Linked DNA regions of Mus musculus: regions 1, 2, 3, 5 and 6 are each linked to region 4. Evidence: chromatin contacts called from public Micro-C and promoter capture Hi-C data. All regions are on one chromosome and are shown on one strand. Each heading gives the region's core, a stretch centred on a gene start, on an enhancer-like site or on the middle of the called end of the contact. The rest is flanking DNA. Distances are from core to core; before and after follow the strand shown.

Region 1 (3,585 bases), core at 171-2,670, 520 kb before region 4:
TAGGCTCCAATATCCTTCCTCATTATGAAACCCTGTACAGCCAGGCCTGCAGTGCCCTGGTACCGACCAGCCTCATTTCTGTGGTTCAGGAGAGACCTCATCAGCTCTAAGATACGCGGGCTGGGCCAGGCTGATGTTCTGTATGATCTGGGGAGAAATCACTCATAACACTCCTAGTTAGATTTCAGAAAGAATCTTTAAAAGAAAGACCTGCCTTAAACCTATTAGAGAGGGTAGGGTATAAATAGTCTTGATAATTCCTAAATTAAAAACAACCTGGGTGGCAGTGGGTGGGTAGTGGAGCTGAAGCCATGGGCATGTTGGGCGAGGCTGCTGCTGCTGCTGAGCTGGGTGCCCAGCCCTAACAAAGCCTATTTGTTCCTAAGGACTGGACTTAGGAAGAATCTCGGCTGGTGTCTCCTGCATCAAAGAAATGCCGCTGGTCTGTATTCTGACCCAGGCTCACCTCAGGCTCAGCTGTACCTGGTTTCATAATAAGGAAGGACACTGGAGCCTACTGGAGGCCTGAACACAATTTTGAGACGGGATACTTTAAATGAATGTGCCTAAATGGGTGGCATCGCCTGGTCCCTCCTGATTGTACAATGCCTTACCAGCAGGGCAAACGCCATTTTGGGTGCCTAACCAGGCTCTGGCTACTCTACTCACTTCTCTGCTTTCCCATGTTTTCTGCTCACTGCTGTGACTCCCACACTTTCCTCTTCCAATGAACTGAGGAGAGCTGTGGGACAAGAGTGGCCTGTGTGTACTCCTGCCTTGATGGTCAACTCCGCAGCCTTCAAGTGATCGGCCTTCCACGGGTCTCTGACTCACAATGGCTAGCGATAGAGCTGGGCCTCATAGGGCCTTTCTCGGAGACCAGCCCTGGAGTGAATTCAGTCATGAACTCAAATAACCCTGAGACTCCTGGGAGAGGAAAGGTGACCTCATGCTTACTAAGACCCAGGTTGCTCAGCCCTGGAGGACCCCGCTGTGAACGGCAGCGGTTTGGCTCAGTGTCCCCTCTGAGGCTGTGGTCGCTGACCCCTCCCATTTAACTAAGGAAGAGGTTCCCGAGGCTGACAGATGTGGCTGACAGATGTGGCTGGGTAGGAGGCAGAGGAACGCAGCTGTGAGAAGTGATGGCCCTGGGCCCAGAAGCCTTGTCTTCTTGTGGCTGCAGCCATTTCCACCTGGTGCCTTTGTGTTTTCTAGTGCCCCCCTCTTTCAAAGCTCAGCACTTTGTTGTAGTATATGGTCTGGAAGAAGCTTCTGGAACAGTACCAGGCACCTCCCCGTGTTCCGTTAGTAGGCTGACTGGGGAGCTGAGGAAGGAGGCCGTGGCGCTGCAGAGGGACCTGGGGTTTAACGTCACCTCTGTGTGCCTCTGCTCAGCTCACGCCCCACCTCCGTCCTGTCTCTTCCTATCTCACTGTTTATGAGGAGTGCAGCCTTCTCTGTCACGTGCTCGCAGTATTCTACCCAGGCAGTGGGACCAGCCAAACTGAGGCTGAAACTTCTGAAAGGGTGAGCCATAGCGAACTTCCTCTTTTAAGGTAGCTTTCTGAAGTGTTTGTCACGACGATGAAAGCAGACACGGTTGTGGGTGTGGGGGACCCTCAGACATCTTGTCTTGAGATCTGACACCCTGTTCTGGGCCCTACACAGATGGCGTGTTCAGACTACTCCCAAGTTTCACAGTTAAAAATTGAGGAGTCCTTTAGGTTCTCATACTGAGATGTTCTTAAGATGCCGGCACGTTAGCAAGGGGAAGTCCCTAGATATGGCCACTGAGGAGTGAAGGATTATCAGAGTACTTATCTATACTTTTTAAAGCTGTGCCATGGGCTTTGAGGGCCGTCACATCCAGTGTTGGTAAACGTCTGTGGAAAGGGATTTGAGGACGGGACAGGCAAAGAGATGAAGGTATAGAGAGCACGGAGGGCTGGTTGGGTGGTTCTCACATGGTCTGAGCCATCTTCCTGGCCTGGAAAAGTGATGTTTTTAAAGGTGCCAGCAGCCCCAGGCATATGTTTTGGGGAATTGAGACAGCAGCTGTGTGGGATCGGAGCTAGGTGTTGCATGAGTCTGAGCATTGCCCCACAGCTGTCCAGCACATCCCATAGTCCCGCTTGCCTGTGTAGAGCACCTGAGCTGATGGTGGGGCAGTGGGCACTTGGATGCAGAACAAGCCAGGTTTGCGGTTTCAGGGTACAGCTCTCAAGGGAGGGAGAGTCGTATGACTGCTGCTTCTTTATTAGGCACAACCTGAGTCCAGATGGGATTCAGCAATCTCTGTGTGTGCACAGAGGCCGTGGTCAGTCCCAAGTGACTTCCTCAGTTGTTCTCTACCTTGACTTTTGAGACAGGGCTTCTCACTGAACCTGGAGTTTGCTGACTCAGCGGGGTTGGCTCTCCAGGTGGCCTCAGGGATCTGCCTGTTTCCACATCCCCAGAGCTGGGGTTCTGGGTGCACACTGCCATGCCTGGTAAACAAATCAACAAACACCCATGTTCTGGAAATCAGACCAGGGCAAGTACTTTACCTACTATGCCCAAGGGTGATATTTTTTATGGGAATAAAGGGGCAATCTTGAAAGACTGCAGGCATTGAACAGTGTACCTTCTGAGGAGATCCTAGTTTATTTTAGGATATTAGTTGTACTTACTTTTGGCTTGCTACTGCCAGAGATAACCTGACTGTACTGACACAGACCATCTGTGAAAGATGGCTGACACAGTAGCCTGACCTCATCACCTTCATTGCTACACAGAGACAAAGACCTGGCCGCTCTGTCAAAGCGGACAGCAGCCACAGTGACTGTGGATGGGACAAGGTGGAAGCGAGGACACTCAGTGTTCATGTGTCAGGGTCTAAGCTCACAGGGGCACAGAGTATGGGTTTTGCTCCCTCAATAGCAGCAGCTATGAGTCTGAGTACACCTGCCTGCTCTCAGGCTAAACAACTCATCGAAGATCTTCAGCCCCTTCCTCATAGGTGAAGCCACGGATTTTTAGATGATTTTTACTCATCATTTCAGCTTGGTTATTTTGATTGTAAGAATGCAATGTGTAATGAAAATGTTAGACATTTTTCACTTTAGGAAACTCTTAAATATTAAAGCTTTTTTTTTTCTGTGTCACCGTGTTCACTGTGATGTTTACTAGTCTGTGGCCCCTGTCTAAATCAGTTTGGTCAGTGACTGCCTCTTTGGATCAGCCTAATGGAGATCTTGAATTGTTATGGTGTCTCCCCTGTGTAGTGCTGCTGTCACCTCTGTCTGTGTAATAGTAAAGTGGCATAGGGCAGAACTTGTGGCTCTCCAGGCTGGTAAATTTGTAGGCAGGAGACCCAAACAACAGAGGAACGATGGAGGGGTGTGTGGAGGGGTGCAGGCAGGGGAGCAGCACATTCCTCAGAGGAACCCAATGTCCTTGAACAAGAGGAGCCAGTTCCGAGGAAGACATTGCTCTGTTAATGTTCACGTTGTTGGGTGCACAAGATTGTCTGTGAACATCTTCCCCTGATATCCTTACACAGTTGAAGTGACTCAAGTCCCGGGCTGGTTCACTGCCTACTCAAGC
Region 2 (3,605 bases), core at 413-2,912, 600 kb before region 4:
ATGCATTTGTAATCTAGGGGGAAATTTTTTTATTTTCATTTATTTGAAGGAAGACATCTAGCTTGCTAGTGTCAGTAACTGACTTAGAAATAGTTACAAATAAATTAGACCAACAGAAAAGTAATTAAAAATTGGAACATTTAATTTTCAAATACTTGGCATTTATGTTGCTGTCATATTGCTTAAAAACTACTAAACTAGAATCATTGTGGGACCAAACACAGAAGAACAATTCTGTTTGTGGGCAAGCAAAAGTGTAAGAGCTGTGGAATACAGACAACTTTGCAGGGGTTTTTGGTTTAAATTTCCCCCTTTCTCTCTCTCTCTTTCTTCCCTCCCACTCTTAACTCTCTTTTGCTGTGTGTGTGTGTGTGTTCCCCCTTTCTCTCTCTCTCTCTTTCTTCCCTCCCACTCTTAACTCTCTTTTGCTGTGTGTGTGTGTGTGTGTGTGTGTGTGTGTGTGTGTGTGTGTGTGTGTGTGTGTGAGCGTGTAGGGTTCCTTGGAGCTGGAGAATGCATGGTTGTGAGCCCTCAGTCACAGGTGTTGGGAGACAAACTCAGTCCTCTGCAGCTGCTCTCTTGCTCCAGCCTTTGTGGTTTTGTTGCTGTAGAGGAGGAATGTGCTATAAAGGAGGGGGCTAGTGACAGGCAGGGCAGGGCTGGCTGGCCTGAGGAACAGGTGAAAGGCTGCTGCTGACAGGAAGAAAATGTCTGTTATCAGCACTAAAGTTCCACCATGTGCCTGTACATCTGTAGGGCTGAAAAAAGACTGGTGCCTGAAGGTTTGCTTTCTGTTGTTTGTAATTTTCTGACCTTTAGAATAAAAGGAACTTAGTGAGAATGCGACTTAGTAAAAGGCTTGGGAATTCCCTTTGAACACAAGCGTGTTGCTTCCTCTTTCACACCATGCTCCATTGCTCCAAAGTTGACAACAAGGAGCTGCCCTAAACAGAACTTCTTAAATGTATTCACATTTTTGAAATAGTATTATTTATACATATAGTACATTTTTAAATTTCACTGAGTATGTACATTATTACAATTTAACTTTAATTTTATATGTTTAGAATTAGAGAATTAGTGATACACAAGTTGACTCAGAACAGTGCTTTTTCTGCTCAAATGTTTCATATTTGTGGATATATTTGCTTATAAGCATGTTTTCATAGAGCTTAGAATTATGGCTGACACCTGCAATCCCAGCACTCAGGAGGCTGGGACAGGCACTTACTGCAGATCTGAGGTCAGCTGGCTCTGTACTGAGTTCCAGATCAGTCTAGTGTTAAACAAAATAGAGCATCCACATTGGTAGTTTTTCTCAAAGAGTTGCACTGAAAGTTAGCAGTGCGTATCTCTTAGTAGTAGGGTGGTGAATGCATTAATTTTTTTCTTTAATTTGTGTTTCTTAGTGGTTTCCAAATGTATGCCTTGTTTTTCTGTGGCAGTGCTGTGGTGGGGCCTAGGGCCTTAAGTGAGCTAGGCCAGTGCTCACCACGGAGCTACCCTCTCGTCTGTGTGCTCACTTTGTAATTAGAAAAGTGGAGACCAAAGAAGTTCAGTGAAAAAGGATGTCCTAAGGCAGAGTGTGTTCTTTTCCCTGTAGACCCGTCAGGTCCTGGAGGAGCTGACCGAGCTGCCCGTGATGGTGGAGCTTGCCAGTGACTTCTTGGATAGAAACACTCCAGTCTTTCGAGATGATGTTTGCTTTTTCATTAGTCAATCAGGTGTGTTCATTTTAAACTTGAAGGGGAAAAAGTTATTTTAAGTCAAGTTTCCTAATAAGCCAACCCTATCTTTTAAACTGACACTTAGCAGGGTGTGGTGGCTCACACCTTTAATCCCAGGCAGGCAGATTTCTGAGTTTGAGGCCAGCCTGGTCTACAGAGTGAGTTCCAGGACAGCCAGGACTACACAGAGAAACCCTGTCTTGAAAAAAACAAAACAAAAAAAAACCAAAAAACCCAAAAAACCCTGACACTTAAACTGGCATTTCAGATGGCCTGGTAAATACCGATTGTCTTCGCTTGTACTAATACATTCTTTAAGACTTAGTAAAAATGAACATCTTTTTTTACATATAGCTTATAGAGTTTAATTTTCAGATAAGAAACAAAAACTGATCCTAGAAATCCTAGGTTTTGTTGTTGTTTGAGACAGGGTATCACTATGTAGCCTTGGCTGGCCTGAACTTAGCTAGGTAGACCAGGCTGGCTTCCAACTCAGTGATATGCCTGCCTCTTCAACCCAAGCCCTAGGATTTAAGGTGTGTGCCCCATGCCTGGCTATGTCTTATAAGTTTAATAAGAGCATGCCTTATGCTTTATTTAAAACAAGTGATAGTATTAAAAGCATGGCAGTCGGTTGGTTTTTCGTGTATGAAACTGCATCCTCTGAAACTGCTCTCTGTTACTGTTGTCCATTTTACACAGGCGAGACAGCTGACACCCTGATGGGACTTCGTTACTGTAAGGAGAGAGGAGCCTTAACTGTGGGGATCACAAATACAGTCGGCAGTTCTATATCAAGGGAGACAGATTGCGGGGTTCATATTAATGCTGGTCCTGAGATTGGCGTGGCCAGTACAAAGGTAAATTTTTGGTTTCTTCCATGGAAGTTACTTAACCATACTGTTGGTAAGAGACTCTGATCTGTGGGGCAGTTACTGTACTCTCTTCTCTTAGGGAGGAGAGCAGGAGGAATCCCTGGGGCTTGTTAGTCATCAACTTAGCTCCAGGTTCAGTGAGTGACTGTGTCTTAGGGAACACGACAGAGATTGATAGAGCAGGACACCCGATGGCCTGCTCTCCTGTGCATCTGCACGGATACATGTATGTGCACTCACAGTTAATGTGTGCATACATGTGTGTGCACTCACAGCTCATGTGTGGATACATGCATGCTTACTCACAATGCCCGTCTCTCCCTTCCCCACACAGTCAAATAAATAAAACTTATTTATGTATATGAATACACCTTCACTGTCCTCAGACACAGCAGAAGAGGGCATAAGATCACATTACAGATGGTTGTGAGCCACCATGTGGTTGCTGGGAATTGACCTCAGGACCTCTGTAAGAGTAACCAGTGCTGAGCCATCTCTCCAGGCCAGCATTAAAACTTATACATCTGTTTCTGTTTAGATAGTGCATCTGTAGAAGCTTAAAAATACTTTTGTTTTAAAGGTGTATAAGTCTGCTTTGCTCTTTGAAGTTGAGATATGAATAAATGTAAGAAATATCCAACTCTTTGCAAGCTGTATTGATATAAAAGATTACTCTCCACAAATATGTTGCTTTTTATAATTTTGAAAGTTTAGTTTTTTTTCTGCTTAAGCTTAACATTTTTTGTTGATTCTCTAATAAGATATTTGTCAGTGGTTTAGGCTTTAATCTATAAAGTCTTATGGAAAACTTTTTGTAGGAAAATATATAATTCTTGTTAAAAATTTTTGAGTTTTTTGTTTTGAGAGCCTTGGTATTACTATACTTTCCACATAGCTGAAATGTAGATTTTCTTCACATCATAAGATGTGACTTCATCCTTGGTGAATGCATAGCTAGCTCTTTGCAGCTGTGTTGAGACAGCCCTGGTGCAGTGTGGGAACA
Region 3 (3,697 bases), core at 1,019-3,518, 790 kb after region 4:
TCTAGCAGGAAGTGATGCCTGCTAGCTTTACAGTTTCTAAGTAGGTCAAGTGTTGGGACCCTCAACTCTTACAGTGTCTGGTGTAATAAATGTTGACCCTTAAAACTTAAAGCTCCAGGCTGGAGAGATGGCTCAGCGGTTTAGAGCACTGACTGCTCTTCTGAAGGTCCTGAGTTCAAATCCCAGCAACCACATGGTGGCTCACAACCATCACAAACATCAGTACAGCTACAATGTACTCATATACATTAGATAGATAGATAGATAGATAGATAGATAGATAGATAGATAGATAGACAGATCCATCTTAAAAAAGAACTTAAAGATCCCTGGGCTGGAGAGATGACTCTGCAGTTAGAAGCACTGGTGTTCTTACAGAGGACTCAAATTCAAATCCCAACACGCATATGGTGGCTCACAACCATGAGTAACTTCAGTTCTAGAGGATCTGACATCCTCTTCTGATGTCCTTAGGCACTGCCTGGTATATTTATACTTGCAGGAAAAACACCCACACAGATAAATAAAATAATAAAATAAAAAGACTTGCCAGGCAGTGGTGGCACATGCCTTTAATCCCAGCACTTGGAAGGCAGAGGCAGGAGGACTTCTGAGTTCGAGGCCAGCCTGGTCTACAGCGTGAGTTCCAGGACAGCCAGGGCTACACAGAGAAATCCTGTCTTGAAAAACCAAAAATAAAAATAAAAATAAATTTAAAAAATTTAAAAAGACTTGGCACTCCTTGGAACTTGTCTAGCAATCCCTGCCTCTGGCTTCTCTGCTGCCAGTCACATGCCATTTCTGCTTCCAGTCTAGAAACTCTCTATTTTTACTCTGTCTTTATTTTACTCTAGAACTCTCTAGCTGCCTTTCATCACAGTCTTCACTGCTACAGTCTCTAGGCTTGTCTTCTTCATATTACCGGCTCAGCCCACAATACTATTAATATAGGTGGAAAGACTGAGAAATCAAACAATGGGCCTAAAGTTGCACCACAGCTACACATTGCACAGCACAGGAAGGTGTCTCCTGGCTGACTTAAAAGTGAGGAAAGTGAGGGACACAGGAGGCAGAGGCAGGTGGATTTCTGAGTTTGAGGCCAGTCTGGTCTACAGAGTGAGTTCCAGGACACCCAGGGCTATACAGAGAAACACTGTCTCGAGAAAAAAAAAGTGAGGGACACCTGCTTAGAGAGCCAGAATGTTGAGAGAGTAAGCAAGAGTGTTTGCCGTCCTTAGTATAGCCCTTCTTGAAAATGAAGCATTAAATTTGGACTATGGCAAGGTGGATTGTGAAAACAAACTACCATATTTGCACCAATATCAGAGCCGTTGATTATTCAAATGAAGGACCATAGTTTCACCATTCACAGGCAGCTTTTGTTCACCTACCTGGAGACTTGCACCCACTCCAGACTGATGAAAATATCTGGTCAGAGTATGGTGGTAGCACCTTTAATGCCAGCAACTCAGGAGGCAGAGACAGGTGGGGGCCCTGGAGTTTTAGGCCAGGCAAGGCTACACAAACACATCTTCTCTTTTCCTTCCTTCCTTTTTTTCCTTTAAGGGTTTTTTTTTTTTTTTGTTTGTTTGTTTGTTTGTTTTTTTTTTTTTTTTTCCGAGACAGGGTTTCTCTGTATAGCCCTGGCTGTCCTGGAACTCACTCTGTAGACCAGGCTGGCCTCGAACTCAGAAATCTGCCTGCCTCTGCCTCCCGAGTGCTGGGATTAAAGGCGTGCGCCACCACCGCCGAGTTTCTTTAAGGTTCTTATTGGGCATATGATGACCAGAATTATGGCATGAAGTGTTTGAAAAGTTTTGGCTGGAATAGTGCCTTCAGGATCTAGTGTATTCTGGAAAAAAAAAAATGGGAGCAGTGGGGCATTCTCTGGGTGTCTAAATAATTCGGTGAGCACTGGAGAAGTTTGGGCAGCTGCTTTGCTGATGATTCTCTCAGGACATCCAAGCACCTGGAAAAGATTTAACATCTGTCAGTGAAGAAGTTAACTCACCCTGGCACAAATATGTTATTCTAAAGAAAAAAAATAGGCATTAAAAGAGGCATTTATAATTAAAAACCTGTCATTCACATTAATAGTGCTTAAGTACTTAAGCAGTTCTCAGTCAAATGTGGCCAGGGCAGGAAATGTTTGCCCTGGGGGAACTTATCCTGTGACACAGACGGAAGTTACTGGGCGAAACTCAGCAGCCGTGACCAGCGTAGCTTTTAGCCAATAGAAAGCGAAGCCTTCTCGCCTCCCCCAATGACATATTGATAGGGGCGGGTCCAGGAGAGCGGCCTAGTAACGGCCGCGTGGTAACCCAGGCGCCTGGCGTGCGGTAGTTCCTACCACTCCACGCAGGTTGTGTTCCTAGACACTCGGCAAAATGAAGATTGAGGAGGTGAAGAGCACCACGAAGACGCAGCGCATCGCCTCCCACAGCCACGTGAAGGGTCTGGGGCTGGACGAGAGCGGCCTAGCCAAGCAGGCGGCTTCGGGTCTCGTGGGCCAGGAGAACGCGAGAGAGGTGGGCGTGGGGCTTGTGCGCGAGGTGTGGGCGGCGGGACCAGGATCCACTAAGATCTAAGAAGTAAGGATCACACTAGCGAGCAAAGGCTGCATCCTTTGCGGGTCACGGCACGCAAATTAGACCTCACCGGAAACGCAGTGGAAGGCTGTGCGGTTAAGTATAGAATTGACTACGTTTTCAGAGTTGATATGGGTTCTTTGGGCCTGGGAGCTGATCTGTTAAGTGGAGCGGTGAGGACTGTCTGATCTATTCCCCATCCAAGCACTCCAGCTTTTCCAGGTCAGTCTTCCTAAAGTCATGCCAGGTCTTTCTATCGGTTCTGTTTTGCACATGAAGAAGTTAAAGGTGGGTTAGGCCGCTTAACCACCTGCCAGTTTAGCAGTAATGAGGCTGGTATCTCCCTCCCCCTAACCCCCATCAAATCAGTATTCTTCCCATTTCTTCAGCCTCCTCCACTCTGAACTCTGCAGAGGTTCAGTGTCTACAAAAACTTGCTTTTTTACATGTGGTGAAGACTGCTTTCTCAGCCTCTTGCACACAGAAAGTGCCAGCAGCAAAGAGCATCATCTATCCAAAAAGGGAAATGTTTGACCCTAGCATGCTTGCATCTTTTCTTGCAAGCAGGTAGTAGCAGTTTAATGCTTTCTATTGGCCAGGCAGCTTTGAGTCTATTGTTTCTTATTTCATTTCTGTCCATGTGACATTTCTGTGTATGTGACTTCAGAGGCTGCTCTAGACCTGCATCTGCACCCACACCAGCAGCCTCTGGTACTCCATATCTTATCCTTCCTATTCTTTGAATGTTAGCCGGTATTTATTTTTGTTTGTTTTCACGACAGTCTCACTATGTAGCTCTGGCTGTCCTGGGACTCTGTAGACCAGACTGGCCTTGAGTTCACAGGGATCCGACTGCCTCTGCCTCCTGAGTGCTAAGATTAAAGGTGTGGGCCATTACACCTGGCTTCCTTAGCTGATATTTCTTTGTTTCTTTTCCTGTTTGACAAAATGTGCGCAAATGCAGTGCAGTCATGTGACTGCCATGGTGCTCTGGTAGAGGTCAGAGGTTCTTTCCTTCCACTGTGGGATCCAGGGATTGAACTCAGGTCCTCAGGTTTACACTACAAGTGCTTTTCACCCACTGAACCATCTCACCAGCCCTTGCCAAT
Region 4 (3,607 bases), core at 940-3,439:
GGTGGTCCCTCTCAGAATACCCAGTGTTCAAGATCCTTGCTCTAACTAATAAGCACAGGTGGTTTATGTGAGAAAACAGTCACATGACTAGACCCATGTAATTCAGAAGCAATCAAAGACATGCAAATCATGGCAGCTCAGAGTAAGCCGGTCCTATTCACATTTTGAGCATCAAGGCCTCATTGGTACCTCACTAACCATCAGAGGAATGCCAGGATAAAGTCATGAGATAGCAAGATGGTTCCTCTAATGGTCCTTCTTAGGCTTCTTTCCTTTTATACACTAACTATAAGCAATAATAGATCTTTTATATCTATCTTTTAAGTGTGCCTAACACTAGGAGGAAAGGGGTATTATGAATAATACAAAAGCATAGTGCGACCTCTGGTGGACACATCGTTTATTTCATTACTAACATCGGGTCTTGACTACCACCACCCTACACTCCCCCCAAAAAACGTGGTTTTGTTAGGAACATACATGCTTGTAACCCCAGCTCTTGGAAGTGAGGCAGGAAAACTGCAAGTTCAAGGGGTGCTCAGGCTATGTTGTGAGACCCTCTCTTTAAAGGCAACTATATTTAAGATAACCTAAATTCTAACATATCAACACACCCTCCAAGAATCAACAGCTAGAGCAAAACATATCAAAATCTAAAGCACAACCCGGAAACGGAAACTACAAAACTACCATGCTCATAAAAACATAAACACCAATCCAACAATCTATGTTGGAGCACAAAACTCTTATGATAATGGGGAAAAACAAAGAGAAAAGAAACCAAGAAACAGGGCAGTAAGAACACAGAAAATACCACTCAGGTGGAAAATAATGGCAGAGATTTTTAAAAACAATTTTTTGTGAATTTTTAAAATTTTATTTTTTACTATATATGTATACCTGTATGTTAGGATATGCATGTGTGTACATTGCCCAGAGAGGCAGAATTACAAGCATTTGTGAATTGCCTGACATAAGTGCTGGGAAGCCAGTCCTCTGTAATAAATTCCAGGCTCTTAATGGCTAGCCCATCTCTCCCTTGTGATATTTCAACTCGACCGCCAGGTTCTCTAGAGTGGCCTTTGTAAATGATAGGTCTTGTGGCAATGCTAAATGGTTTAATACCACCAAATATAATTTCATAGTGCAAACTGCAAACGGTTTGGTTCCTACTCCTCCCAAAGAGGGTAAAGAATATATAGCATAGTGGCCATTTGTACATGTATCACCTTTAAATGACCAGTTTATACTCCAACTTTCTCATTTGAACAAGGCTAATAAAAAGCACCTAACTCAAAAAGTTTTGGAAGTAGTAAATTAAAGTCATCTCTTTAGAACAATGACTGGTTCACTACCCAGACAACTTAAAGACAGCTACTGATACTACCAAAAGGGATACTGCTATTATTGGTAAGGCCCACCAGCCCAGCAGAGAAGGCAAGGAGATAAAAGAAGTTAGCTTAAGGGAGGTGATTAACCTTCCCTGTTATGGCTCATACAGTACCGTAAATATTGTAAGCTTTGTAGGTCAACATGCAACACATTAACCTTTAGAGTACTATACGTCTTTAAATACTAGCAGCGGTTTTGTTTAGTTGGTCTGTTTACATTTTACATCTTACAACCCGAACTTAGCTCAACTTGGATTTGGCCCTCGTTTGCCAGCTGGATAGGCTAATGATGTTAACTCGGTCCATACTCGAACCATACAGGCACCAAAAAGAAATGTCTGGGACTTGACTAACGTTGTTTGAAAACCTACTGCCCCAAACCTATAAAATCTTGACAAGCAGAGCCAAGACGCGGAGTTCCCAAGCTCAGGAGACAAGAGACAGCCTCGGCTGAGCAAGCTCTGGCTGCCCACGCCCACACTACCTCCCACACTTACTCCCAGCAGCGGCCCGCGGCCTATCACAGTCTGCCCCGGCCCCACGGGCACGCGGGGACCGCCGTCCAGAGGCTGCAGAAAGAAGTCCGAAGGCATGGCGGTAAGAGAAGGTTCCTTCGCCAGGAGATACCTCGTAGCCACCTCCCTCAGGCACGCTGGGCATGGCCCGAAGGGGTGTGAAACCCGAGGCTCCTTTCCTGGTGAGTGTGCTTCTTCCCTTTCCGGAATCCCCACTCCTTGAGAGCCTGTGATTCGTGCAGGGAATACCTGTCAACAGACCGCCAAACTACAGCTTAAAAACTGGAACGCACACCCACAATCTTCCAGCACTTCCTCTCACAGGACTCATGGAACGCTGGGTCTTGTAGTTCCTGACACCTCCCTTCGGCTCCTTTCCGGAGTACAGACTGCATGGAAAAACTACCAATCCCAGAAGGCAATACGCGCATCTCTGCGCCTAGGTTGATTCGTGCTTGGGCAGGGGTGGGGCTAGAGTAGTGCTGACGTCAAGGCCTTAGGAGAGGGTTGGCCTGAGTTTTTAAATGAACCACAGTGCTGGCCCGTGGCCCTGTGACTTCAACAGGGGGATGTTCTTTTCCCAATGGAGTATGATGTGTGTATCTGCTTCTTCCCCTTCTCTTCCATAAGGAGACAGCTTCGGCTAGAATAAGGCCTCCGTGGCAGGACTGTCTTCCCTACTCCAAGAAGTATGTCTGGACTTAGATTTTTAGGGTTCAGCCTCAAGAGGGTCATTAACTTTCCTGTGCAGGCGCCCCATACTCATTTGGGGATGGATCTGCAGCCAGTGGAGCTTCTATTTTCAAAGGCCTGGCTCAGACACTTGGCCCACGGGGCCGGAGAATCTTCCTTCTCTATAAAAGAGGCATATTCTCTGGCTGGGATCTGTAGCAGGCCTGTCTTTCTCTTTGGTGGAGGCCTGGACTGGGGGAAGCAAACCTAGGGTCCGAGGGTGGGGGGCAAACCTACAGGGACGGGATGGAGGGGAAAGGTGGTCTTTTCTATGGAGAAGCCAGTTGCTAAGCTCAGGGCTCCCAGCTAGAGGGAACTTTCTCTTTGGAGGAAGCCTGGCCCAGAGTTTGGCACTGCTCTCTTAAGATCTTTTCCTTTCTTGTGGCTGAGGACAGCCTCAGCTAGGCCTGTGTCTGGAGGGCTTTCTCTTCCATATTAAAGCCTGTACTACAGGACTCTGCAGAAGGTCATGGAGTTGGAGTCTTATCCCCTAATGCCTCCAGGAGGCACAAGGTCTTCTCTTCCCCAAGAGGCCACCTTGTCACAAGCCTAGGGGAAATGGAGTTATTCTAAAGAGTCACTGTGACCCTCATTTTGGCTCTCAGAACAGTGGGCCTTAAGAGACTGGAATTTTCCTTAGTAATCTCATGCTGGATTAAAAAGTCAAAAGGCAGACCCATCAAGACGAGAGACTTTCCCCCGGAGAGATTTCACAGTCCCGTCAATTTGTCAGAATGCCTTGCTGAAGCACTAGAACCTCAGCAGTAATGGGCAGGGCCACACCTTGCAACTGGAGATGGCTCAGATATTCAAATGCTGGCCCCCTACTTAAACCTTAGCCTTACTTTAGGAGGCTGAAGATGAACTTGGGGACCTTGGAGCTCTTTGTCCCTCTTCCTAATCAAAACTCCAATGAAATCTATACAGAACCAGAAAACCAAAATTAACTTGGGGGGCAGAAGGGAAGTC
Region 5 (3,658 bases), core at 275-2,774, 820 kb before region 4:
TCTCCGGAAGTTAAGATGCTATCTCTCTCCGGAGAGTTATATGACTATGGTACCACATGAAATAAGAAACCGCAATAGCCACCGCCAGCACAGCCGGACTCAATATTCAGATTAACCAAGAGCCATCTTTTTTTGTTCTATTTTTCAAGACAGGGTTTCTCTGCATAGCCCTGGCTGCCCTGGAACTCATTCTGTAACCCAGGTTGTCCTCGAAATCAGAAATCTGCCTGCTTCTGCCTCCCAAGTGCTGGGATTAAAGACGTGAGCCACCACTGCCCAGCAAGACCCATCTTTTTTTATTTCCTGGGGGCCCCCTTCTAGATCTTCCTCAAGTGCCTGAAGTAGAAATTCTGGGATGAACTGCAAGAGGGTAGTTGCATCTTTAAGAAGTGTGGGGAGCTGGTGGAAAAATAACCTATACTCAAAAAAGAGAAAAAACCATGTATTTCTTGGGGGAGAGGGCAGGGGAGGCAGGGATTTGGCACGACAACAACATCTTCTGTGAAGCAATCTAGGAGGAGAGATCTCAATTCCTTTCCAAATCCTTAGCATTTGACAGGTGCCAATCACACAGCCCTGTACTCTATCCGCACCCAAGCGATCCTTAGTAAACACAGCATCTTCTTGCGAAAGATTCTGAAGAGAAAGCAGTAGGTGTGTCTAAAGTTCCCTTTAAAGGCGTGAATATATCTGGTAAGGACCAGGCAAATCTGGGTCGGCAGAGGGCCATGGTTTGGGGTGGAGCCCAAGGATGGATGTAGCCTGGTCCCTAGATGCTCCGTGTACTGGATCTCCCGCAGTTCCTTCTTCGACCCTCAGGCTTCTCAGTTCTCATCGTGGTCGGGGACCGGAAGACACCTGCTTTGTTTCCTTCAGCACCGAGATTCCGCTCGGCTCCCTGCTGGCATCATACCCACTTCTCCCCAGCCCCCAAGCCTTCAGTACCTCCGCTCCCATGACGTCGGGGAACTCCCAAACCCAACTGGGGCGAGGCAGCTAAACCGCGTCCTTCAGGTGTCAGTCCGGACTCCTGTGAAACCACAATTCCCAGAGTGCCTCTGTCCATGAGGCCAAGCCATAGATAAAATGGCTACAGAGAGTGGGACGTGCAGCTGGAAAACTAGTCTCTGGTGACTTTAGCAGATGTACTTAAATACCCGAAGCCTCACTTCTGCACCACTCCACTATCATCTCCAGTCCCTGGAGACGGCGTCCGAAGGTGCGCTCGCTCCCGGGGCATCTTGGGAATTGTAGTCCAGATGCCAGATTACCCCGAACTACTCTTCCCAGGGTGCTCAGCGGCAGGACTACGGCAACGCTCTCTTCCAAGTGTCTCTGTCCCGAGTTCCACTGCTCTGGTTCCCTTCTTGCCATCGGTTTCTTTCGCTCTGTAGCTATAGCTGGTGCACCTGAGACGGCCCCTGAGAAGGGGCTGTGCGGCCCTGAGAAGCACTTCCGGTGGCAGGTCACTTCCGGGTGGGTGGTCGGAGCCGACGGGCGCGCGCGCGGGGGAGGGGCGGCCTCAGCGCGGCGCTCGGGGATCAGCTGGCGGGCGGGCGGGCGCCGAAGCGGCCCCGGCTCTGCGGCAGCGCCGCCTCCTTCGTGTCGCAGGCCGGCGGCCGTGGCCATGTCGCGGGGCTGGTAGCTGGGCTCGCCGCCGAGCGGCCGCTAGTGGGTGTCCGGGGCCCGGGGCGGGGGTCCGGGCAGGGGTCCGGTGCGTTTCCAGGGCTTTCCCGAAGAAAATGCACGCAGCGTTTCCTCTGGATGACGGCCTGTGCTTTCCCTAGGACCCGGCAGTTAGGCTCTGGAGTGTGTTACTGATTCATCCTCTCTCTGCCTCTGTCATCGCAGGTTTAAACTTAAACGATCGCTCCCCGAGGAGGAGGGGACCCGCCGCGCGATTGACAGTCTATTCCTGCAGGCGCCGTCCCTCAGCCCCCACCCCACGGCCGGATTCCCGGGGCTCTGCTCAGGGCTGAAACCGGAGAAGAAATCCTTAGATCTCTTTTCTTTACAACAAATACGAACCTAGAAACCATCGGCATTTTGCCTTGGCATTTCATATTGGAAAGATGAAGAAGTTTTTCGACTCCAGGCGGGAGCAGGGGAGCTCTGGCCTGGGTTCAGGCTCCAGCGGAGGAGGGGGCAGCAGCTCAGGCCTGGGCAGTGGTTACATCGGAAGGGTCTTCGGCATCGGGAGGCAGCAGGTCACCGTGGACGAGGTGTTGGCGGAAGGTATGTTGGGAAGCCAGTGCGCGGTGAATTAATCTCGTGTGCTGATGTGGCAAGACTCTGGTTTCTAGTTGTATGAATGGGTTTTGACCAACTGACCCTCCCTTCCCCCTCTGCACTTTCCTTGCGAGTCATTGTCCTTGAGAGAATTAAAACTCAGACTGGGAATTGACAGGGCTTGGGGGGGCAGTATTGCCCAAATAGTTTACCTCAGTGGCCTTTCATTTGGGTGGGTGGGGGGAGCGCGTGGAGAAATCTCTTCCTTTGACCGAATTATTCGGATCCTATGTGTGAAGTATAAGTGAAATGCAGGGTGGTGGTCTTGCCATTTCCCTGAAACTTTAAATTCTGATGCGGAGGCTGAAGGGTGGGGATGGGGAGAGATCTTAAAGGAGAGGGGGGCTTCTCCCACCTAACTTTCCTATTTCTTTAAGTAGGTAGCCAAAGAGGATTTCTCTGGGGACAGGAATGCATTTTTTGGTGTTTTGGTTAGGTTTGTTTCTTTACCCAACTGCAGTGAGGTCCCCAGGATGTGGCTAAGATAAAATCATAAGCGAATGAGATGGTTTTGAACTCAGACGCCTAGGCCTCTTTTCTCCTTTTAGTTTCTATTAAGAATGACTTAGGATTGGCTCTGGTTTAGTGTTCTCTCAGTTGGAGAGGATGCTGTGTGGTTTCTCTCGGTGTGTGCTCGTTGGTCTATCTGTGCTCCTGCAGATACATATTTTTCTGCCCCAGGCTTTAGGGAAAATCTTGAGTGTTTCTTGGGTAACCTTAACCTCGACCTTCGTAATTATGCCAGACTGATACTTTTCACAGCTCATTGCCTGCTTACTGTGCTTTTATTTTTAATAAAAGCAGCAATTTCCTTGGCATGAAGCAATTTAAACTAATTGGATAGGACCAGTCTGCTGTAGGTTGCGTTACAGCCTGCCAAGGCTTGGGTCTGGGGGAGGCCTCAGTGAAGGCAGCATGGTGGTAGAGGCTAGTCTATCAGCGAGGGAAGGAGGAATGAGAGCTAAGCAGCCCCTTCGAAAAGGAGGCTTTTGCAAGCTGAGGTTGAAGGAAGGACCTCTACCTGGGCCTAGGAACTGCCTGTCATGGTGAGTCTTGTAGGGTGGTGGACGGGTGGGTGGGAAGAGGCCAAAGCTGTGTTAGACTTAGTTTGTGTAAGTACTGGATTTGGCAAGGCCCAGTTTCTGAGGATACATTGAAGCCTATACTTAAAAAGCACAATTTTGAAGAGATATCTGATAATTTCCTTGTAAATTACTGCTGCTTTTTTTATTTTTTATTTTCCATTCTTAGTATTGTTCCGACTGGACTTAATCTGGGCCTGAGTTACAATCCTTTCTGAACCTTTCCTTGAGGATTCTGGTGCAGGGTGGGAGATGCTGCTATGTCTGCTGCCAGATCTGTACCTTGG
Region 6 (3,721 bases), core at 960-3,459, 770 kb after region 4:
TGCGAACCCAATTCTGTACATCTCTAAAACAATGTCTGTCCTTCTGCCCTGGCCTAGATTTTAGATTCTCCTCTTACAGTTGAGCTACATCCAACACTGTTATTATAGGTTCAAAATATAGTAAGCTAAGAAATGCACTGAATACACAGAAGCTCTGGGCCTGCCAGCTCAGCAACCAGAGTTGGGTACACAGAGATTTGCACTCTCGACCTCAGGGCCGACTAGGAGCTGCAGATTGCTGCACTGCTCAGTGTCATGAGAACCAACCATGTGACGAACCAGGAAAGGTCAAAACTCCACTGAACTTGTAACACTTACACACCATCATAAAGATGAAAATTATAGTTATTACAAGTCAGATTCTATATTTTCCAGAAAAAAACTTCATCTTTCTTTCTTTCTTTCTTTTTCTTTGCAATACTGGGGGGGGGGGGGGGAGGCGGGTGGAATCTAGTGCATCCTGCACACTAAGCAGGTACTCCACCACTGAGGGACATGCCAACCCCACTTTCTAGTTTCTACCCTGTAGTGTTCCATCTCCAATTTACACTAGCTTAGAGTACATTTCCTAAAATGTATTTGAACACAACCAGTCAGAATTTAGTGGGAGTTTTCAGTTTAGTTTACTGTGTGGCCCTTGATAGTCTTTAATGAGTGAATCCTGAACTCAATAGATACTGTGCAGGAGAGTAACTCTGGCAGGTAAGCCTCCATTTCCACTTCAGTGAAACAAGGAAACAGTCTTAGGCTGCCTGCAGCACAGAGAAAGGGAGGCCACACAGCTGGAATGACCCACCTGCCCCATATACATGCTTCCAGGCTTACAGCACACTGCTGGAAAGAAACCCAGGGCAAGCGGAGAAGCAGGAAATGGGTCACTGGAGCTACAGCAGGTAGACTCAGCCACACCTCCTTTTGTGCTGGGTGCTTACAAACAGGTTATGGGGTTCTGTTCTTAGATTTAAGTGTAGTTAAATGGGTTTGCAAAAGGAATTTAAAAAGACATAGCAACAGTTTCCTGTAGACGAATGGGAGGGGTCACGCTGAGCAAGGAAGGGAGGTTACAAGACCTTTTATTTATAATGGCCTATTCCTAAGTGGCCTGTAATTAAAGACTAATTAAGTGGTACAGATCCTAGAAGCAGATTTTAGCAGTGCCCATCATGACTGAAAACACGCAGGCCCTTTGCCTTAGCTAGTTCACACATAACTTATCCTGTTACACTAGTGCACATCCCAAAACCTTCTGGGCTAGAGTTATTCACTGCATTATGAATAGCAGCCAACTCTGGGAAAGTCACGAGGGTCAGTCAAGAAAATGTTGGTATAAAAGTACAAAGGAACTTTATGTGTAGATATAGTCTCCAGACAGTGATGGTTTGTGTATAAAGGGGACTGGGGGATGAGATCCTGAGAGAGCCTAGAGCACTTGCCTCTTATCAAGGCACTAGGCTCTACCCACTACCCCAACCGACCACAAGTAGTACAACAGAAGGAAAAAAACAGGATCTTTCATTTCTGCACCTTGTCTGCGTTTCTGTGTATGTTTCCTGAAACCATCCATACACACAGGAAACTGAGAGCAGTGTTTGGGACAGAGAACCAGGAGACCAAAGGACAGGTACGTGGTGACTTTTTTTTTTTTTTTTTTTGAAACTTGTATACACCCTTTTTGCAGGGTTTGTTTCTTTGGATCATTTTTCTAGGAAAGCATCTCGGTGCACGGCAGTGAAGGTGAGAACTGTGTCCGCGTCTGCGGGCTGTGAGTTCGAGACCACAAGCCTTCCGGGCTGGTGGCCAGGCCTAGGCTGTCAGGCCGCCATCCATCCCGCGAGCTCGGACCCCGAGCCCGGCTCCCGCCCCGGCCCGCGCTCACCGCCAATGATGGTCCGGATGAGGGAGGCGTGCCCGGGGCAGTCGACCAGTGTGACCTGCAGCAGCGTGTCGCTAGAACCGGGTTCTGCCCCCGGCAGCGGCACGACAAAACAGGAGAAGCCCAGGTCGAGCGTTATGCCGCGCTCGCGGCTCTGCGGCTGCTTGTCGAAGGCAGCAGTGGAGGCCGTGGTGCTCAGCGCGCGCGCCAGCGCTGTTTTGCCACTGTCGATGTGACCCAGCACGCCCACATTCACATTTACCCGCCGGCCGGCCATCCCGCCGCTGCCTCTCACGCCGTCGCCTGAGCGCCAGCCCCGCGGTCCGCCTGCTAAGCCGCACCCCCCCGCAACCCGCGCTGAGCGCACCGGTTCCGGCACGGAAGCTTCCGCCCTCGGGCGCCCACAGCCCTATGGCAGAGCGCACACAGGGCGGGACAAGAGCCGGCCTGCTACCTGGGTTTGCTGTCATCCGGCTCCCCACGCCACAAAGTCTCGCCAGTCTGAGATTAGGGATTCCTCCTTCCATCCATTCATCCATCCATGCATCCATCCATCCATCTCACCATCTATCCATCCATTCTTCCTTCCCTCCCTCCTTTCATCATTCCACTCACCCAGTCCATCCACACATCCCTTCCTCTATCCCTCCATACACACTCATCCATCCGTCCATTCATTTCTGTCAGCCTTTATTTTTTTGTTTGTTTGTTTGTTTGTTTTTTGTTTTTTTCAAGACAGGGTTTCTCTGTATAGTCTTGGCTGTCCTGGAACTCACTTTGTAGACCAGGCTGGCCTTGAACTCAGAAATCCGCCTGTCTCTGCCTCCCAAGTGCGCCACCACCGCCCGGCTGTCAGCCTTTATTAAGTGCAGACTGTATACACTTTACTGGGATGTGGTGATCGACATTATTTGCTGTGAAAACAGGAGTAAGTAAAACCCAAGACCAGTTGCCAAGCCAGACTATCTGGAAAGGACAGAGATGGGAAGGCGGGGAGCCTAGTGAGGAAGATACCCTCAAGGACTGTCACTAGACGTCCAGTGCAGACTGAGAATTGACCATCAGAAACCTGGAAGCACTGTGAAAAGAGGAAGAGGTCCTCGTTGATTCAGGGGAGGGGAGGTGGGGGTGGGGACGGGACAAAAACCTCACTTTGAAGTCTAGGCTGCCATGAGGAGCTGCAACTTAACTGTTGTGTATGAACTTGAATGTGTCGTGAGTGCTATACCAACCAGCCTCTGTAACCCCCTTCAGGCATTGAAAGGTGCCTAGAACCATGAAAGAGGTCACAAGCCTAAGTGGTTGCTCTGGCAAAGGATAAAAGCCTAGGAAAAGAAGGGACTTGGGGCCTCACAGGGGAGGAATGGCACTGGAGAGCTGAATGGCACTGCTCTCATGTAAAGGGGGTGGGGCTTGCTGGCCCAACATTCCCAGCCTTCCTTTTTCTAGGGCAGGAGGGGTTGCGGTTTGCAAGTGAATTGGTTTACACGGGCTTGTGTGCTAAATGCTTGGGCCCCAGCTGGTGGTCTGTCTTATGAGATGAAGCTTAGCAGAAGGCAGTAGTCGCTTCCTGTCCACCATGAAATGAGTAGTTCAGTCAGGCTGCTCCGTTCTGCTGTCACCAGGACAATATACTGCTGTGCTGCCACAGGCTAGGGGGATCAAGCCCAAGAGACCATGCACTGAAATCTCTAAAACCATGAAGTCAAACTAAAGTCTCTTTCTCTCTTTGTCTGTGTAGCTGTTTCATCACAATGATGCAGCCTAACATAAAGCCTGACTTCAGAGTGCTGACAAATATTTTAGCCTTTGTTGATAAAAAATTCCCTCCTGAGGGGAGTAGCAAAT

What was found. Promoter capture Hi-C pulls out the DNA fragments that hold promoters and counts their contacts. Hi-C and Micro-C count contacts between places; a contact is called where the count stands out from the background.
Region 1: a contact with region 4 is called in a promoter capture Hi-C map of pre-B cells, with 3 times the contacts expected there. The contact joins the enhancer-like site here to the promoter of Aplf in region 4. A contact is called at or near these places in 3 of 39 promoter capture datasets (the HPC-7 cell line, hippocampal neurons and pre-B cells), 1 of 484 Hi-C or Micro-C datasets (CD4 T cells), 1 of 115 datasets of contacts at active chromatin or transcription factors (large pre-B cells) and 3 of 9 other capture datasets (embryonic stem cells, liver and macrophages).
Region 2: a promoter capture Hi-C map of the HPC-7 cell line shows a contact between it and region 4, with 3 times the contacts expected there. The contact joins the enhancer-like site here to the promoter of Aplf in region 4. A contact is called at or near these places in 10 of 39 promoter capture datasets (the 3T3-L1 cell line, 3T3-L1-derived adipocytes, the C10 cell line and 6 more), 2 of 484 Hi-C or Micro-C datasets (the G1E-ER4 cell line and cerebellum), 1 of 115 datasets of contacts at active chromatin or transcription factors (fibro-adipogenic progenitors) and 1 of 9 other capture datasets (macrophages).
Region 3: a promoter capture Hi-C map of cranial neural crest shows a contact between it and region 4. The contact joins the promoter of Ruvbl1 here to the promoter of Aplf in region 4. A contact is called at or near these places in 3 of 39 promoter capture datasets (cranial neural crest, liver and pre-B cells).
Region 5: a Micro-C map of embryonic stem cells shows a contact between it and region 4, with 7 times the contacts expected there. The contact joins the promoter of Aak1 here to the promoter of Aplf in region 4. A contact is called at or near these places in 6 of 39 promoter capture datasets (the C10 cell line, embryonic stem cells, fetal liver and 2 more), 1 of 484 Hi-C or Micro-C datasets (embryonic stem cells), 1 of 115 datasets of contacts at active chromatin or transcription factors (pancreatic cancer cells) and 1 of 9 other capture datasets (adipose tissue).
Region 6: a promoter capture Hi-C map of neutrophils shows a contact between it and region 4, with 2.6 times the contacts expected there. The contact joins the promoter of Eefsec here to the promoter of Aplf in region 4. A contact is called at or near these places in 5 of 39 promoter capture datasets (hematopoietic stem and progenitor cells, liver, neutrophils and 1 more) and 1 of 115 datasets of contacts at active chromatin or transcription factors (pancreatic cancer cells).

Annotation. Positions count from the first base shown.
Region 1 is chr6:87,151,626-87,155,210 of GRCm38.p6, forward strand. The region is part of intron 17 of Antxr1 (anthrax toxin receptor 1); the gene reads right to left. Among named protein-coding and RNA genes, the nearest start is that of D6Ertd527e, 49 kb to the left of the region's middle. Within about 2 kb of position 1,421, at least 167 of the 459 cell types and tissues checked have an H3K27ac peak or open chromatin away from gene starts, as enhancers often do. A contact at or near this core is called in the HPC-7 cell line and pre-B cells, where this site is marked.
Region 2 is chr6:87,074,654-87,078,258 of GRCm38.p6, forward strand. It overlaps Gfpt1 (glutamine fructose-6-phosphate transaminase 1), which reads left to right. Exons shown (of 19, transcript NM_013528.3): 13 at 1,604-1,724; 14 at 2,430-2,587. Among named protein-coding and RNA genes, the nearest start is that of D6Ertd527e, 28 kb to the right of the region's middle. Within about 2 kb of position 1,663, at least 76 of the 459 cell types and tissues checked have an H3K27ac peak or open chromatin away from gene starts, as enhancers often do. A contact at or near this core is called in the G1E-ER4 cell line and the HPC-7 cell line, where this site is marked.
Region 3 is chr6:88,463,141-88,466,837 of GRCm38.p6, forward strand. Ruvbl1 (RuvB-like protein 1) reads left to right here and starts at 2,269. Exons shown (of 11, transcript NM_019685.3): 1 at 2,269-2,528. The coding sequence starts at 2,388.
Region 4 is chr6:87,669,972-87,673,578 of GRCm38.p6, forward strand. It overlaps Aplf (aprataxin and PNKP like factor), which reads right to left and starts at 2,190. Exons shown (of 10, transcript NM_001372332.1): 1 at 1,889-2,190. The coding sequence starts at 1,984. It also overlaps E230015B07Rik.
Region 5 is chr6:86,847,981-86,851,638 of GRCm38.p6, forward strand. Aak1 (AP2 associated kinase 1) reads left to right here and starts at 1,525. Exons shown (of 16, transcript NM_001378654.1): 1 at 1,525-2,235. The coding sequence starts at 2,073. 2610306M01Rik (RIKEN cDNA 2610306M01 gene) reads right to left here and starts at 1,460. Exons shown (of 1, transcript NR_028298.1): 1 at 427-1,460.
Region 6 is chr6:88,444,330-88,448,050 of GRCm38.p6, forward strand. Eefsec (eukaryotic elongation factor, selenocysteine-tRNA-specific) reads right to left here and starts at 2,210. Exons shown (of 7, transcript NM_023060.3): 1 at 1,877-2,210. The coding sequence starts at 2,150.